Linked DNA regions of Zea mays: region 2 is linked to region 1. A link is a contact called in public Hi-C data. All regions are on one chromosome and are shown on one strand. Each heading gives the region's core, a stretch centred on a gene start, on an enhancer-like site or on the middle of the called end of the contact. The rest is flanking DNA. Distances are from core to core; before and after follow the strand shown.

Region 1 (3,028 bases), core at 164-2,663:
GTCCGTTATCACCTTAACCCTTGTCATCCCTCGATCTTTACTTTGATGCTTATCCTATACCTGCATTTTAAAGCCGCCTTCCCCATTTCAGTTCAAGAGTGATGTCTTACCCATCCCGCTCTTGTTCGTTCCCTTTTTCCTTTGCTACACCCAGCACAGTTTTAGGACCTGCTCGTTTTAATCTCAATCTACGTGGATTGGATGTGATTAAATGAGTTTAAATTCCTAGTAATCTCATCAATTCCAATCCACATGGAACGAGGATAACCAGAGAGAGGCTTTGTTTGGTTATTTAAATTCAATGTGGAGTAGAGTGTATTGTAATGAATTGTGATGAATTTTGACTTAGGAAATATCAGTTGATGTCAATAGCGCGACGACAGTGGAACAAGCAGAAGAGCAGCAACGTGGGATGCATTGGTACATGGCGGGCTTCTTCGTTGCCGCCGCGCGCGTCCAACCGGAGACAATCAGACAAAGCTTCGTGTTGGCCCCGGAACGAAGGAAGCAACGACGAGCCCGACGGGCCCCTTGCGGTTGCGGTTGCCGGCCGTCTTGGCTCTGCCACTCGCTTCGCGGGCAAGCATTCGCCGCCACGGCAAGCCCGTCATCCCTTGCTTCCCTCGCCCGCCGCCCGGGAAGAGGCCACATTCACATCACATCAGACCGATCTGATCGCCGGAGACACGTTTCGTGGCGTCGCCCGCACGTACCAACCGCCCCCGGCCCCGCCGGTGCCAAGCAAATCTTACGACGCGGGACACGGCCGGGGTCCTGTCGTCCTGCGCTGCTGCTGCTGCGTCTTCGTAGTCGACGTGAGCCGCGGCGGCCGCGGTTGAGGGTAACCACCCGTCCATCCAGCTGCATCGCAACCACTCCAACCAAAGGACGCGAAGAAGGCCGGCGTCCCTGATCTCCATCTCCATCTCCATCTAGTTAACGAGGTAGGCCGTGTCGGAACTGCTCCACCTTCTCCACGCCCGTGTGTCTCTTTCCAGATCAGGTTTGTGTTCATTGTCGTCTCCTCCCGTCCCCTTCGCTTCAGCTCAACCAATGCCAGTACAATCATCCTCGTGTGCTAAGAAAACATGACATAATTAAATCATTGCTTCCCTTCAAGCGTCTTTCCGCGTTTCCAACGCTTAGCCGCTAATCATCGCTGTCCACCCAATCAAAATTAAACACCATACCCGTGGCTCCGGTGCTTATTACAAAATCCAAGATTTTAAAACATCTATAGTATTTCGTTTTTTCTACTGTGTGACGCGCAGGGACACGCCGACCTGTCGCCTCGGATCCGGAGGACTGTTTGTTGTCAGATCTCACCGCGTTGGCCCAGTCAAAGCCCAGCCCAACCGATACCACGCCAGGGGTATAAAGCACCAGCCCGAGCAGGCGGCGAGATGCGGAAGTGGACGAGGAAGCTGGGCCACACCCTCTCCCGCATCGTCACGACCAAGCCGCGCTTCGCCTTCTCCCAGCCCAGGCCTAGGCCCAGGCCCAGGCCCGCACAACCCGGTCTGCCTTCCTCACAACCCGTCTCGATCCCGCCGCAGCCGCCGGAGCTTCCCCCCTTCGTCCCCACCGCCATGCCGCACCACGGCAGCCACCGCCCGCCGGCGCCGCCGCCGGGGGGCCCCGTGTTCCCGCGCGCAACGTCCACGGTGGTGCCCGACCCGTCCCGCTTCTTCGCGCCGCCGCTCCTCGCCGCGCCGCTCCCCACCAACTCCTTCTTCCAGAACTTCGTGCTCAAGAACGGGGACCAGCCGGAGTACGTCCACCCGTACTCCGTCCGCTCCCCCGGAGGCGCCGCTCTCGACATCTGCTACCCTTCGCGGAACCACTCGCCGTCCTTCGTCATCCAGACCTTCGTCCCCGACCTCACCGTCTCCGACGCCGCCGGGAGCGCGCAGCGCCACTGCGTCTCGGCTTTCGACGACCTCTCCGTCACGCTCGACGTCTCCCCGTCCCTCCGCGCGCACCTCGTCCGCGGATGCCCGTACGTCACCGTCACCACCACGGCCGGCGCCGTCGACATCTCCGTCGCGTCCGTCCATGCCTTCCTCGACGTCGCCTCCTGCGACGACTCCGGCACCAAGTGGCGCCTCGGGATGAACAGCGGCCAGACCTTCCTCCTCTACGCGTCGGCCCCGATCCGCCTCGCGCAGACCACCACCACGCAGCTCTCCGCGCCTGGCTTCGCCGGAGCCATCCGGGTCGCCTACCTCCCCGACGCGTCCATGGAGCCGGTCCTCGACCGCTACAGCCGCTGCTTCCCGACCGCCGGCCACGCGGCCCTGAGCCGGCCCTTCTGCGTCGACTACGCCTGGCGCAAGGACGGGCCCGGGGAGCTGCTCATGCTCGCGCATCCGCTCCACCTCCGCCTGCTCGCCGACGACTGCCCCGTGCGGGTGCTCGACGACTTCCGGTACCGGAGCATCGACGGCGATATGGTCGGCGTGGTCGGCGACGCCTGGGTCCTGCGCACCGACCCTGTTTCCCCGACGTGGCACTCGACCCGCGGCGTTAGCGAGGACGGCGTCGCCGAAGTGGTGGCCGCGCTGCGAGCTGACGTGGCCGGCCTCGCGTCCACCGCGATAACCACCACTTCGTCCTACTTCTACGGGAAGGCGATCGCGCGGGCGGCGCGGCTGGCGCTGATCGCGGAGGAGGTGGGGTGCCCCGACGTGATCCCGGCGGTGCAGCAGTTCCTCAAGGCCGCTGTGACGCCGTGGCTGGACGGCAGCTTCCAGGGGAACGGCTTCTTCTACGACGCCAAATGGGGCGGGCTGGTGACGCTGCAGGGGCTCAAGGACTCCGGCGCCGACTTCGGGTTCGGCATCTACAACGACCACCACTACCACCTGGGCTACTTCCTGTACGCCATCGCGGTGCTGTCCAAGATCGACCCGTGCTGGGGCCGCAAGTACATGCCGCAGGCCTACTCCATGGTGGCCGACTTCATGACGCTGTCGCGCAACAAGGCCGGCGCCAGCTTCACCCGCCTGCGGATGTTCGACCTCTGGAA
Region 2 (3,028 bases), core at 233-2,732, 310 kb after region 1:
GTTGGAGTTTCTTGTAAGCGTCACAGTATGCTTCGAGATGCTAGACTTGAGAATCTCATGAAATCACTTGAATGTGGTGAACTTGAAACTGGGAGAGGATTGAATCAAGAGATGGGGTTGCCTAGGCCTGGTGAGACTTGATGGGGCTCTTATTACAAAACTATATGCAACATAATTACTATGTATCATGTAATCCGAGATGTTCTCATGATTCTCGGAGAGGATACTATAATTAGAAGTTATTGGACAAGAATACATTCTATGCTTGGAGCATTTGAGTCATTTGACTTTGTTTTTTATGCACACTTAATGTTTGTTATTCTTGGATATACAAATGATTTATCAGTGTGTTTGCAAAGAAGGGAGCAAGATATTATTAATGCAATTTCACTTGTTAATGTAGCAAAGAGAAGAATGCAACAGTTAAAGCTTGATGGTTGGGATCAATTCCTTCAAAGGATCACTTCATTTTGCAACAAACATGATATCCAAGTTCCTGCTATGGATGGAAATTATAAGCCTTATGAAAGATCATCACGATTTATTCATAACCAAACGAATGATGACCACTTCAGAAGAGAATTATATATTGGGGTCATTGATCAAATTAGCCTAGAGCTTGATAGTCGGTTTAGTGAGGCTAATATGGAGCTGCTTTCTTGTATGTCAGCCTTGGATCCTTCCAACTCTTTTGCTTCTTTTGATGCACACAACGTACGAAAGCTAGCTGAGTTCTATCCTAATGACATGTCAAGCACTGATTTGTTAAAACTTGACTTGCAACTTGACAATTATATTGATGGCATAAGAGAAGATGATAGATTCAAAGACATAACTAATCTTGTGGACCTCTCAGTTAAGCTTGTTGAAACAAAGAGACATAAGGTGTTTGATATGGTTTATTTGCTTCTCAAATTGATATTACTTTTGCCGGTGGCGACATCAAGTGTTGAAAGGGCATTTTCTGCAATAAGTTTGGTGAAGACTAAATTGAGAAACAAGATGTGTGATAGTCTTTTGGATGATTGTCTTATTACATACATCGAGAGGGACATTTTCTTCGAAGTGAATGAAGAAGATATAATTGAAACTTTTATGGCGTTGAGGAAGCGCAGGCCAAATAAGTAGTATTATTGCAATCTTTATGTTTAATGTATGTAATTTTCATGCTTATTTGTTGAGTGTCAAACTTTATATCTATATATCAAATTGTTTACTAAATTTACTATAAAATTATATATACGTTAGATAGAATTTTATATAAAATTTTTTGTTGCGGCACATCTTATGTAAAAATTCTAGGTCCGCCACTGGGTTGTCGTAGGGAGAGCCAGATTCATGATCTATTGTTGTGCAACAGGCAGGCCAGATTAATGAAGGCCACGACCCATGATGGTAGCTCCTGTCTCCGACCCACTCGGGCGTTGCGAATCTCCTGCACCACACTCCACACGTGGCTCACGATCAGCATAGCCAAGGCAGTTGGGTGCATGGTTGCAGACCAACATAAAAGGCTTCAAGAAGACAAGAAGCCCATCGTGCCTGCATCATGGCTATACCTCGTCGTCAAACACAAGTATCACAGTTGTGAAACCATCCGGTGTCTCTTCCATTGGAAGACGGCCCTGTAAACCCAAAAGTTTGTTTTAGAGTCTAGGTAGTTTGTTTTATTTTATTTATTTATTTATTTATTAGACAAGAGAGTATATTAGGAATTTATTTTCGTGTGAGAATTATGCATTTGATATATATTACTGTAAATAAATACTAAATAAAAATTTATATTTATGGATCCATGCTGGAGTTTTGTGTGTGCATTTAATTTTCAGTTTGAAACTTCAACTCAGATTTGAAAGGTTTGAAATTTGAGTTTGAAAACTGAAAATTGGAAATAGGCAAAAAAAAGCAGAAAATGTAAAATAGCCCTAGGACCTTTTCCTCTCCCTCAGCCCATTTCCTCAACTTGGCCCATCTCCCTTCTCTCAGGTCTCAGCCGTGGGGGCCAGCATCGCATAGAATAGCATCCCGCCCACGGGCCTAGATGCACATTAGGGATGGCAATCGAACGAGTACACGGATATATAGTTCGCGAATTAATACCCTACGAGATAAAATTCAACCCATATTCGTACCCATAAATGTTCGTGGGTATAGATCTGTATCCATATCCATACCAGTCGGGTATCCGCTATCCAATGGATAGTTAACCGCCTGCCCACTACAATTTTAGCATTCAACACCAAACAACAATTTTATCACATTTCAAAATAATTATCATTCCAGCAACATCAAATGATAATTTCAGCACCAAACAACATGTCATGGAATATTGAAAAATGAGAATTTATGATAATATATTAAATCTAGATAACCCACATATCAGATATCTATTGTGTAACGGGTATAGACACTGGATATCCATAACCATGAAAAAATTATCTGCGGATATCTTATTATATCCATAACCATATCCACGGATACCAAATTTTATCATACACATATTCAATAGATAATTATGTACGATTATTTACTTATACTCGTACCCACTGTCATTCTAATAAACACAGACACACTGTCGTGTGAGACCAACTGGACAGTGTTTTCACAGCGCACGCACATGGACACTGCGTCACTGGCAGGTGTGACTGGTTGGATGGGCACCAGACTTCTTCCCTCAGCCTTTCAGCCACGACCACTAGTCTATCCCGTGGGCCTACGTTGTCTGGGGCTTCATCTCCCCTGGTGGTATATAAACTAACCGTCTACACCTTTTACCCATCCAACCAATCGTCGAGGAATCCCATCGAGTTTCACCACCACCGGAAACGAGTCCGAGAGCCGGGTCACCATTACCGAGACATAGATATCTACCATCGTTTGTCCCTCGCCTGTGCTGACGTTTGAAGCCTAAGAAGTGGTCTAGAGCTTCGCTAGGACACGTGAGAGTAGTCGTGGTGTTTTTAGTGCGGTAGGTCGTAGGCAAGCCTAGGGTGGTGAATTGCTCGTCCGTTAGCCGAAGTTTGAGTTC

Evidence for each region. Hi-C and Micro-C count contacts between places; a contact is called where the count stands out from the background.
Region 2: a Hi-C map of ear shows a contact between it and region 1, with 2.1 times the contacts expected there. The contact joins the enhancer-like site here to the promoter of LOC100216714 in region 1. A contact is called at or near these places in 2 of 25 Hi-C or Micro-C datasets (ear and leaf).

The regions. Positions count from the first base shown.
Region 1 is chr7:108,814,726-108,817,753 of Zm-B73-REFERENCE-NAM-5.0, forward strand. It overlaps LOC100216714 (glycosyl hydrolase family 81 protein), which reads left to right and starts at 1,414. Exons shown (of 1, transcript NM_001143119.1): 1 at 1,414-3,028. The coding sequence starts at 1,590.
Region 2 is chr7:109,124,554-109,127,581 of Zm-B73-REFERENCE-NAM-5.0, forward strand. No RefSeq gene overlaps it. Among protein-coding and RNA genes, the nearest start is that of LOC103632697, 46 kb to the left of the region's middle. Within about 2 kb of position 1,483, at least 13 of the 20 cell types and tissues checked have an H3K27ac peak or open chromatin away from gene starts, as enhancers often do. A contact at or near this core is called in ear and leaf, where this site is marked.